2 separate regions of the Sus scrofa genome follow, and region 2 is linked to region 1. Evidence: chromatin contacts called from public HiChIP or PLAC-seq data. All regions are on one chromosome and are shown on one strand. Each heading gives the region's core, a stretch centred on a gene start, on an enhancer-like site or on the middle of the called end of the contact. The rest is flanking DNA. Distances are from core to core; before and after follow the strand shown. Region 1 has its middle 91 kb from the start of PERP. Region 2 has its middle 140 kb from the start of OLIG3.

Region 1 (5,996 bases), core at 446-2,945:
AGTAACCAACAGTCAAATACTTTGGGACAGGAGTTCCCGTCGTGGCGCAGTGGTTAACGAATCCGACTAGGAACCATGAGGTTGTGGGTTCGGTCCCTGCCCTTGCTCAGTGGGTTAACGATCCGGCGTTGCCGTGAGCTGTGGTGTAGGTTGCAGATGCGGCTTGGATCCAGCATTGCTGTGGCTCTGGCGGAGGCCGGTGGCTACAGCTCCGATTGGACCCCTAGCCCGGGAACCTCCATGTGCCTCGGGAGCAGCCCAAGAAATAGCAAAAAGACAAAAAACAAAAACAAATACTTTGGGACAGACGGAACACAACACAAAAAAAGTTAGCGAGATATTTGCAAAGGTCAAAATTGTATTTGTTCAACAAAACAACACATGGGTGTGTCCACTGCCTTGTTAGAGCAGAGGAGTTACACAAAATATCAAGCTGATATTTAACAAAAGCTCTGAAGGATCTGGATCCCTTAAATGATGCTGGAACCTCAAACTCAGCAGATCCAAAATGAAAGTCATCCCTCTGTTGCCCCTGTCCCAGCCTTCCCACATCCATCACTCTCACACACTCACACACACACACATGCAATCTCCATGCTACAGCCATATTGCATCTCTTTAAAAGGCTTTTTTTTTTTTCTTTTCTTTTCAGGGCTGCAACCATGGCATATGGCAGTTTCCAGGTTAGGGGTTGAATCAGAGCCTATACCATAGCTCACAGCAACGCCAGATCCTTAACCCACTGAGCAAGGCCAGGGATCACACCTGCATCCTCATGGATACTAATCAGGTTCATTACTGCTGAGCCACAATAGGAACTCCCCCCAAAATTCTCATCTGATCCTGTAACTATCCTAATGTCCTTTGAGCCCCTCCCCCACCTCAGATTAAAGTCTGAAACCCCTAACCTGTCTGATTCCTGGCCCACTTCCCTCGCCCCCCCATGTCCCATCTGCATTTGCCTTCTTCCAACTTGAGCACTGGGCATCCTCTCACCAGGCGGGTGCCCCCGTGCAAGCGCCAGTATTTCTCTGTAACAATCCTCATGCCGATAATTCATTTTTTTCACCTCTCTTTCCTGTTACAAGAGGGTAGTGGCTCAGGGCATTTCTTTTGCTGCAAGGTAAATGCTCAGAAATATTTATTTAACCTGCCTTGGAACATGGTTTTCAGCAACAGGGCAATAAGATAGGTTTTAGGGTGATGGAGACAATGATAGGACCCTTGTCACAGTTTTCAGACAAGAAGCCAGCCCGGTGAGCCTGGTGATCCTCAAGCTTGTCTATGGCAGCCCTGGAATCAGAAGCCCATTATCCCCACAAACGATTCTGGGAGCTCCCTGGGAGGAGAGATGGAGAGGCAGACGGGACCTTCCTTTGGCACAAACATCGAACGTGATAAGGGTTTGGGGGGCAAGTGTGAGACCGGTTCCCGCAGCCTCCGTGAGTGAAAGCACCTGCCTTCTGCTGTGCCTGGGGAGTTTACCCTCAGTTCCGTGGTTCTCTTTGTTCAGAAGCTTTGCACGTTCGACTCTATGTGGTTTGGGGAAGACCGTTCAGCCTGATCCGGGTGTGCTCCGAAGAAAGGAAAGGGAAAGAAAACTCAGCTTTGCGTCTCCCGCTTTTCTGCCCAGCCTATAAAACATCTGTTACTCTCCCTGATTCGAAATGAGGAAATGTAGGTTCAGAGGCGTGAAACACCCGGGGGTTGTGGGGAAATGAACACTGATGACCGAGGTCCTTGGCCACGTCCGTCTTCCTCTCTAGGGAGGGGGCGCCGGCGCTCAGAGCTGCAGCCAGGGACTCTTAGGAGGCCCTGGGGGAGCAGGAGACCTTCCCGTGGTGAACAGTGAATTCAGCCTCGGGAATTAGCGAAAGGCAGCCGTGTCCAATCCCCAGCTGTGTCAGTGTGATTTGTAATAAGAAATACATGTTTTGGAGTTCCCGTCGTGGCGCAGTGGTTAACGAATCCGACTAGGAACCATGAGGTTGTGGGTTCGGTCCCTGCCCTTGCTCAGTGGGTTAATGATCCAGCGTTGCTGTGAGCTGTGGTGTAGGTTGCAGATGCGGCTCGGATCCCGCATTGCTGTGGCTTTGGCGGAGGCCGGTGGCTACAGCTCCGATTAGACCCCTAGCCGGGGAACCTCCATATGCCGCGGGAGCGGCCCAAAGAAATAGCAAAAAGACAAAAAAAAAAAAAAAAAAAAAAAAAAAAGAAATACATGTTTGGTCTTCATCCTGGTTCCTGACACGGAGCCCCGGAAACCCTTGTAACCTCCTACGTGATGAGAGGACCAGAAGCATCTTTTGTTCTAATGGGGTGACTCTGGGTGGGACCTGGTCAGCAGAAAAACCAAGCCATGATTAGAGGCTTGGAAGTTTTAGCTCCCCCACCACTACCTCCCTGGAGAGAGGAGAGGGGCTGGAAATGGAGTTCATGATCCATTGTGTCTATATGAGGAGGCCTCTATAAATGTCCCCCAGAAAGGGTTCAGAGATGCTCCAGGTTGGTGAACACATCCCTGTACCAGGCTGGTGATGCATCCCAACTCCACGGAGACAGAAGCACCTGCATCCAGGACCCTTCCAGAACTCACCCTGTGTACCTCTTTGTCTGGCTGTTCATTTGATCCTTTAATAGACTAGCCAACGTAAGTGAGTGTTTCCCTGAGTTCTATGAGCTGTTCTAGCCAGTAATTGAATCTGTGGGGAAGAAGACCATGTAGGAAGCCAGCTCCGACAGAAGCTGTAGGTAACCTGGGGGACCATCCACTTGCAGTTGGCATCGGAAGTGGGAGGGGAGAAGTCCCTGGGGACTGAGCCCTTAACCTGTGGGATCTGAAGCTTGCCCCAGGTAGGTCATATCAGAATCAAGTTCAATCGTAGGACACCCAACTGGTGTCACAGAAAGTGCTCAGTGGGGGAAACCCCACACATATTTGGTGAGCAGAAGGATCAGAGGTGTTGTGACTGTGGCAGTTGTGTAAAGGAGTGACACACAGGAGGGCAGAGTGGATGGTCAAAGTCACCAGCCCAAGCCAGAGCCCCAGCCATACATTGAACCGTATTGTAACCAACCTTGCTGGGAATCTAGAAACTCTGTATTGCACCAGTTTTAGCTATCTGTGATCTGTTTGCTATTTGTCTTATATATTCGTGATGGGCAATTCATCTTTTAAAAGCAAAAGGGCCCTAGGACTTATCTTTAGAGAGGACCAGGAGAGGAGAGGGGCCTGGCTCTCTGGGGACAGGAAGCCTTGGGAAAGCCGGCTGAGTCACTGGAGGCCACAAGAAAGGAAGAGTGAGGCCCCCAGAGGCGTGTGCTTGACAAGAGGCCATAAGCTGAGTAAGAAGCAGAGAACTGTACAAAGTCCTCTGACAGGTGCAGGGCTGGAGAGGGAGGAACTGGGCTTCACACCTGGGTGGGAACAACTGATCAACCTGTTGAAACCCATTTCCCATAAAGGGAGGGCTGGTGGCTGCCGGGTTGGCTCTGTGAGCCACGTGGGCTGATTGCAAAGGGTGAGGATCGGGCTCATTGAGAGCGTGTTCATTTCAAGGTCACACACAGGGTCTGTGACATCTGATAACGTTGCGGCAACCTGTCCCTGGTTCTCAGGCTCCAAAATCAAGGATTTGTGATTCCCAACTTGGGCAACCGGTTCAAAGGTGAGCCACAGTCAACAAAAGCGCTAGACTTTATTCCGCAGATTAATCTTGTACTCTGTGTGTGTTTATTGCACAAGACACTACATTTGAGGGGGAAAAAAACGTTGGAGGTGCTCCAAGTCCCAACCTGCAGGAATGAATGAGAACTTGGTCCCACAACACCCTGCCTCCCCTCTGTAGTTAACCCCCCTTCATCTACCTTCAATGTCCACGCCATCTTCACGCTTCCTTACACATACCTGGCAAGACCCCATCCTGATTAAACTCAGCCCTCTGTCATTCTGTGCCTGCAACCCTCCAGCTGCACAAGGCTGGAAAAACCACCCCACCACGGTGGCTGGTCTTATCTTAAATTTCTGGCAGCAAATGTCTACCATTCTTCTAGGTCCATCCTAGCCCAAGTGGTTCTGCTGCATTTCCCCAGTCACTCTCACTCCCGTGATTTCCTAGGTGACTGTCATGCACCTCCTCCTCTCTTCAGCCCTCCATCACATTCTCCCTCTTCCTGACTCTCAGCTGAACACTTGATTCCAAGGTCATAATGAAAGCTGAAGCCGCAAGAAGAGAAATTCTGCACCCTGCCACCTCCACATTCACCCATCCACCCCACCTGCCTCTGTGCCCAAACGATCTGCCATCCCTTCTGTAACTGTTGAGGAAGAGCCATGGTCTAATCAAGACCAGCTTGGACACTTCACCCACTCAAGGACAACCTTATCCCACGTCACCCACTCAAGGACAACCTTATCCCACGTCACCCACTCAAGGACAACCTTATCCCACGTCACCCACTCAAGGACAACCTTATCCCACGTCACCCACTCAAGGACAACCTTATCCCCTTGGCCTCAGGAACTATTACTTTCCCTCCATGAAAGGATGTGTCCCACCAACAAACAAACCTGCTGTAGTAGCCCATGTTACACTCACGCATCTTTTGAAACTCACACCCCCCTCTAGCTCTTATCCCATTTGTCCACCTTTTTTTCTGTAGCAAAATGCCTTAAAGAGTTTTTTTTAGCACTTTGCGATCTCTACTTCTTGTCTTCCCATCCTCTCTTGAACCCACTCCAACCAGGTTCCTGCCTGATCATTCTGCAGCAACAGTTCTGGTCAAGGTCAGCAAGCTGCACGTGGTTCAGCTCCACGGTCACTCCACAGGCTTTGCGTCTGATCTATCAGTAGTATCCACTGTTTCTCTCTGCCTTTCTGACACACTACCTTCACTTGGCTTGTAGGGCATGACTTCCTCTTGGTTTTCCTCTGAACTCATTGGCTTCTTCTTCTTCTTCTTCTTGTCCACTGAGCCTCATTCTCACCTGACCCCTGATGGCAGAGTGTCCCAGACTACAGTCTTCTCACCTTTTTCAGGCTCAGACTACATTCACTGCCTAAGTGAACGTAGCTTTCAATGTTACTACATGCTGGCAACTCCCATACTGACATCTCTAACCAGATCTCTATCCCGAGTTCCAGGATCCTAACTCTATCTGTTGGACATCTCTGATAATCTGTAGATCACAGTGGTTCTGTGTTTAGCCTCCAGAATCTACTTGTGATGGAAACTCAGCTCTTCCATTGAGCGGTGCAGAAAGGTGTTGACCTGTCAAGTGTGACTGCTGGTTCTTCGAAAGCCTTCCTTGCAAGGCTGGTCCTTGGTTGGCATCTGGAAAGCTGAGTTTCAAGAGCGTTTGCTCCATTTCCCAAACTGATCATAGTGCCTCCCTGTGCCTAAACTAGACAAAAACACAGTTTATGCTGAATACCTGCTCTCCTTCTGGGAGTCTGTAATTTTGATACACGCTGGGCAAAGGTGGCCTGTGTAACCAACCTCCAATAAAAACCTAAGCATTGCATTGCTAATGAGCTTCCCCAGGAGACACTTTTCAAAGGCATTGTCCCCACTCACTGCTGGGGAAATTAAATGCAGCCTGGGTCACTACGCTGTGAGAGGACTCTTGGAAGCTTATGCCTGGTTTCCCCTCCACTTAGTTTCAAGTTCCTTTTCCCTTTGCTCATTAAGCTTGCTTTCTTTTCACACTGATAAATCACCACCAGGAGTATGACCATATTGCAGAGTCCCTCAAGTTGTCCTAGCAAATCACTCAAATGGGGGGAGGCCTCAGGGATGCCGAAACACATATATCTCTGAACAAGTCACTTCATCTTTCTGTGCTTGGACTTCCTCATCTGTAACGTAGGAATAATAATGCATCCAACCCATAGGGATGTTGTGAGGATTAAATGAGTTAATACACATAACAGACTTAGAACAGCACCTGGCTCATGGTAAACACCCAATAAATACTATGTCCACATTATACTCTT
Region 2 (5,915 bases), core at 2,298-4,797, 260 kb before region 1:
GTTTAAAGGGTCTTTAATGGAGTCAGCGGAGACCCTGGCTGATTACAGATAGCAAAGTCCAACACCACACAAGAGATTGGTCTTCTAGATAATAACCAAAACACAAGGCTCTAGTTAATGGATTCTTCGCTTAGTTTAGTCTAAGATTGAATTAGCCTTTTTAGGAAATTAAAGCAAACCCCTGACTCATATTACTCTTGAGGTCAATTAAAATCCAAAGTCTTTTTTACAAGAATGCCTGACAAGTCAGACCTCCTCAAACCTGTACAAGTACAGTAAGTTCTCTCTTTTTCTGGGTGATGTAAATGGGGAAAGGCTTAGTACAGATACTTGTCAACACATGAAAATTAGGCAATTGAATAGGCAAATTACATAGTACGCACCAATGAGGCACCAACAAATTGCATTTGGTAAAATGGTCAAACATTCTAATTTCTTGGTGTGCCCAATCCAGGCTTGCGCACTCATTTGGGGAGTTTTTTTTAAAAACTTTTTCTACACTGGTACATAATCTAGGATTCCCCCTAGAGCTATTTTATTAAGCACCCCATTTTTCATTTTCTACACTAATGAGTCTCCACTGTTTTTTCATCAGTCAAGGAAACTTCAATTACTACACAACTAAATGAGCACAGGTCAGTCTCATCAAATCAGCAAATATTTATTTAGGGTCTGTCTACCATATGCTTTTGTTGGTGCAGTGGGGAATAACAAAGGAGTAAGACATTACTTTCTGCTCTCAAATAACTTGTAATCTAGTCAGGTTTATATACATATAACTTACAAGGCAAGTAGTCTATGATAAGACTCCGTGATGAAGAGATACTAAACATTTATAGGAATTTAGAAGATACCATTTGTTGGACTGATGTGATCACGGAATTTTTCATAGACGCAAAAGCTTGAATGATGTTCAGATAAGGATCAGGTCTCATTCTGGTTTCTCTTTTACTTTCTCATGCTGTTGTCAGCAAGTGTGGATTTATTATAAGAAGAGATGTGTGTCTTAAGAACTACAAGAGGAGAAAGGCAGCCAGGCCTCTCTGGAAGATGCCGTGACAAGGTTTTGGAAAGTCCCAAGTCTCCCCTTTCCATATCTTTCTCTGTTTCTCAAGTCACCTGTTTTACACTCTCTTCTGCTACTTTGGTCCATGGAGAGGCAATCCTACAGCTCCAGAATTCACAGGTCATACTTATAGTCACCTGCAGAGAGAGAATCCCAACTTATAATGTCTTGGGAGGTGATGGTGATGGAGGCTTGTTAGTTCAGGATAAATAATTTAAAAGATGCAATTTAGAAACAATTGTCAGAAGAAAAAGAATTTAAGGTTCCCAGCTCGACACAAAATCTTCTCCCAAATATTTTTTAAAGACTGCTTCTTTCTCCCTGTTTTCTTCAACTATTTTCTATCCAGATTTTGAGTCATTGTTATGGGGAACCCACCAGGTAATGTATCCATCAATTAATTACATTTGCATCTGCCTCCATCTATTTGCAGATAGTCGAGAATTGATTACACTACTTCTCTGCTAAAAAGGCTGTGTCTTAAATCAGGATAGAGCACCATAGAGCAAGATGGTAGCATCTCATACATACTCTCAAGTGATCGGTCAGATGGATGAGTTAAATTTGTGCATCTAGTCTACATCTTTGCTTATAAAAATGGAGATCATTTGCTTCAGATTGTTTTGGAGGAAAGGATAGTTTCTTGGGATGGGGGGAAGCCTAAGAAAGGAACAAAAATATTTCTGCTGTGATGTGCAAAAACATTTGGAATTGGTTTGGACTTTGATGACAGAGCAGCCTACCACTTCCCTCCTCTCCTATCCCATCTATTTGTGCCATGGATTTACTGAAGAAACACAGTCACTAAAGGTGTGTTGGATGGTACAGACTTGATAAAATGTTAAGAGGGAATATTGTAGCCTGAGTGATGACTGCTTTGGAAGAAATATCATACTCAAGTCCAGGAGAATACATCAAGGCAAGATTGCAGTGTTCTGGGAAAGAGATGATGGTGATCTGAATTGGACAGGTGGAACAGGGATTAGAGGGAGGAATTCATCTTTGATCCAATCCAAGAGACAGTTCCCAATTCTGATTACAGCAATTACCTAAGATCTGTAGTAAGCTAAAAGGTGAGAATGATATTTAATATTTAATAAGCTTTTATTGAAATGTTTAGGTAATATCATTAGGTGGTGAGCTCTCCCAAGGAGTGCTCAGAAAGAGCTAGATGACCAGCCACTGGGGATGATGAACCTTAAGGCTAAAATCTCTTGTGCCCAACATCTCCTTCTCGACAGGTGATTGTCCAAACTGTATTCGAAGAGTTTAAGTATGAGACAGAACACTTGGCTCTGGGAGGCAGCCTATTTGAGGGCTGAGCATCTGTAATTATTAGAATGCGTCTCCTGACAATTAGCCCCTTGACAGTCTAGGACTGTATAAAAGAAACCCATTCCTCATCATCTTCTCCAGGCTAAACCTTTTCAGTTCCTTTAACTGTTTTTCATTTCTTGTCTTCGTTCCTCTTTTCTGGCCATGCTTCCTGCTGGCACTGCCCTATTTGGAGCTTGCACCCAGAACTGCACATGCTTTATGAGGGGCAGCCTAACCTGAACAGAACAGAGAGGCTATGAGTTCTGTTATTCCAGCTACTGTATTTCACTAACACAGCTATAGGTGACAATCAAGGTTGTGGCAGCTCTTTATATTCTTCACTTATTTTGAGTCAACAAAATCCCCGAAGTTATTCTTTGCGTGTGCCACTGTTCAAACATGTAGAGCTGTGAAGCTCACCTTGGAATCGAGGGAGAAAACTTTATAGTAACCATATTGCATGTTTCCTTGTTGGAGTCAGGCCATTGCTCTAATCCATCAAGTTCTTTTTGAACTTTAAATCTGACATCTGGTGTTTCAGTCACTCTTCTCCATTTTAAATCATCTGAAACTTTAATTTAAAGCCAGCTCAGCCCATATTCATTGAAACAGAACTGTTAAAGAGGGGAGGGCTGGGGATGAAAACTCCTAGAGCTCTCTGGCCAGGATGACAAGTTTTTCACAAACAGCATTTTCCTTGGATATGGCCCCTTACTAGTTACAATGCACTCCACTGCTTAAACTCCAGCCCCCAATTTTCCTTCTCATCTCCAAGGATATTAAAGATCATTTCTATTCTCTGTCAACAGACTTCCGTTGGTCTATCCAGTTAAGAACTCTATGGATAAATGAGCTGAGTGCAGTACAGCTTGTTAGTAGTGCTTCTATGCTGATTCCTAATTTCTCCTGAACAAAGTCACCAGATTGCAGTCCAGAAAATTCACCTTCCTCCCCTTTACAAATCAAGATAGTATGGGAATTCCCATTGTGGCTCAGCCGGTTAAGGACCTGACATAATCTCTATGAGGTACAGGTTTGATTCCTAGCCTCACTCAATGGGTCAAGAATCCTGTGTTACCATGGCTATGGTGTAGGCCTGCAGCTATAGCTCTGATTTGACCCCTAGCCTGGGGAACTTCCATTTGCCACAGGTGTGGCTGTAAAAATAAAATTAAATAAATAATCCATCAAAATGGCATATGCCAAACTCCACCTTTTTGGAAATCATACCATCCTTCACAGTCACAGATTAATGCAGCAGTTTGACTTTTCTGGCAACTTCCTTCAGGCAGTTCACTATGTAGGTCAGGAGACAAACTGACTTAAGGCATTGAGTTCCAAGAGCCTTTTACCAGAGTTTGATCCAAACTTGTGGGATTATTCTCATTGATAAAGACAGTGGAAGACAAGTAGGGGTAGAACAGTGTGTTTTTCTCCCTGCTTTCTTTTGACATTAAACCATCTGGCTCTGGAGTAAGTCTTTGCCTTCCTTGTTCTGCTTCCTGCTTTGAGTACACCCCAGATCACCCCATTGTGCACTTCAGCACTTTTCACAAGCCTTACTTCCTACTAAATATTCGCATCCACAGGCTGGATGTAATTGCACACGCACATTTCTTCTTCTTTTTTGTTTTTTGCTTATTTTAGGGCCACACCCACAGCATATGGAAATTCCCAGGCTAGGGGTTGAATTGGAGCTGTAGCTGCTGGCCTACACCATAGCCACAGCCACAGCAACTCGGAATCTGACTGACATTGCAGCTCATGGCAACACCAGATCCTTAATCCACTGAGCAAGGCCAGGGATCAAACCCTCAACCTCATGGATACTAGTCAGGTTCATTTCTGCTGCGCCACAATGGTAACTCCCCATTTCTTTCTTTTTATTTTTTATTTTTTAATTTTTAGGGCTGCACCAGAGGTATATGGAGGTTCCCAGGCTAGGGGTCGAATCAGAGCTGTAGCTGCCGGCCTACACCACAACCACAGCAATGAGGGATTCAAGCCACATCTGAGACCTACACCACAGCTCACGGCAACACTCCCGATTAACCCACTGAGGGGGGCCAGGGATTGAACCGGCGTCCTCATAGATGTCAGATTCATTTCTGCTGAGCCACAATGGGAACTTCCCATTTCTTCTTAATTATGAGTTTGTCCACCTTTTCTGTACGTCCTTCTAAAATCTGGGCTGAGTTCCTCGAGAGTCATGTTAGCATCTTAGCTCACCTCGCCAGGTTTACTCAGGGTGGATTAGTTCCAGAGATCAATAGTCCCCCAAACCTTTTAAGTCATCTCTATTTTATAGTTGAAGTCACCGATTCCCACCTAACCTTTAATGGAATTCTTTCTGAAATGTCTTCTCTTACCCAGCTTGTTTAAATGTCTGACACTCTTCAGGGAACGTGCATATTTTTTCCGAAGGTTCTCAAGGAAGCAACGTGGTAGTGGAAAAGGTCTGATTTCTGAGTCAGGACTTTGTTCAAAGTCTGCACCTGCTCAAACTAGCCAGGTAACCTTAGGTGGCAGTTCCCTTCATCTCTCTGAGGCTAAGCGGAGATAATTATGCATTACCTCACAGAGGTAATCTCTCATCTCACAGAGTCATGAGATGAACAAATGAGATGATGTCTGTATTCAGTGACAGCTGACACATAGTGGGTCTTCAGGCAATGTTGGTTCTTTTCCTCTTTGCCTTTCTCTCTCCCTCTTTCAGTACACCAACCTGTTCTCACTTGTTTTTCATAATTCATTCAGAGTAGAAGTTCCTCTCATAGTCTTTGTTTTTTTAGGGAGACTCAGTATCCAGCTAGGTAAATAAGAACTTACCCAGCTTCTGCCTTTGGTGTGGATGAACCCCGGTAGAAAGCCCCATCACTGCCGCATCTTGCTTCTCTGCTGTGGCTTTTGCCACCCGGATCATTTCCTCCATCCGGTCCAGGTGTTAATTCTAAAAAATATTTGGAAAACTCTGAGAACATTTTCGATCCTTTGCGCTTCGTTCTTCTTGTAAACGTTTAGCCTTCTCTTCCAAAACAGTCATCTTTTACGTCATAGGGATGTTTTTTCTCATTCTAGATAACTCAATTCTGAGGAATCTGGGTGCAAAACTTTAATGGAAAAGCCACAACTGAGTTCCTTCAGCAATGCCCAGGATGTTGAGGAACAGATTTGAGTTGGGCCATTTTGAATCGGGCTCCTCGTCATCACTAATCTTCCTGCCTTTCCAGATTCAGGGCTAAGCTGAAATCTTGTGCTTCCTCAAATGCTTCTCTGACTTTCCTTACTTCCTCCAGTTAAAAATACCTGCCCTTTTGGGTTTGAATGGGAATGACCACTTACATTAAATATCCATCACTACATTTTTCACTTTCTCTTTACCCACTTCTGGGTCACTTTCCCCCTGCTGCTGTGTCTTCTTCAAGGTCTGAACTGCACAGGCTACCTTTTCTGAGATGCCTGGAACCTCCCTGTTGGGCAAAAATATACTTATCAGCCTCTGGACCATGTGTGCATCTCCCAGGTGACAGGG

What was found. HiChIP or PLAC-seq counts read pairs in DNA pulled down with a chosen protein or histone mark.
Region 2: an H3K27ac HiChIP or PLAC-seq map of alveolar macrophages shows a contact between it and region 1. The contact joins two enhancer-like sites. A contact is called at or near these places in 5 of 5 promoter capture datasets (fetal liver, fetal skeletal muscle, liver and 1 more), 32 of 47 Hi-C or Micro-C datasets (adipocytes, adipose tissue, alveolar macrophages and 16 more) and 2 of 2 datasets of contacts at active chromatin or transcription factors (alveolar macrophages and skeletal muscle).

Annotation. Positions count from the first base shown.
Region 1 is chr1:26,388,905-26,394,900 of Sscrofa11.1, reverse strand. No RefSeq gene overlaps it. Among named protein-coding and RNA genes, the nearest start is that of PERP, 91 kb to the right of the region's middle. Within about 2 kb of position 1,695, at least 7 of the 83 cell types and tissues checked have an H3K27ac peak or open chromatin away from gene starts, as enhancers often do. A contact at or near this core is called in alveolar macrophages and retroperitoneal adipose tissue, where this site is marked.
Region 2 is chr1:26,654,908-26,660,822 of Sscrofa11.1, reverse strand. No RefSeq gene overlaps it. Among named protein-coding and RNA genes, the nearest start is that of OLIG3, 140 kb to the left of the region's middle. Within about 2 kb of position 3,547, at least 7 of the 83 cell types and tissues checked have an H3K27ac peak or open chromatin away from gene starts, as enhancers often do. A contact at or near this core is called in alveolar macrophages and retroperitoneal adipose tissue, where this site is marked.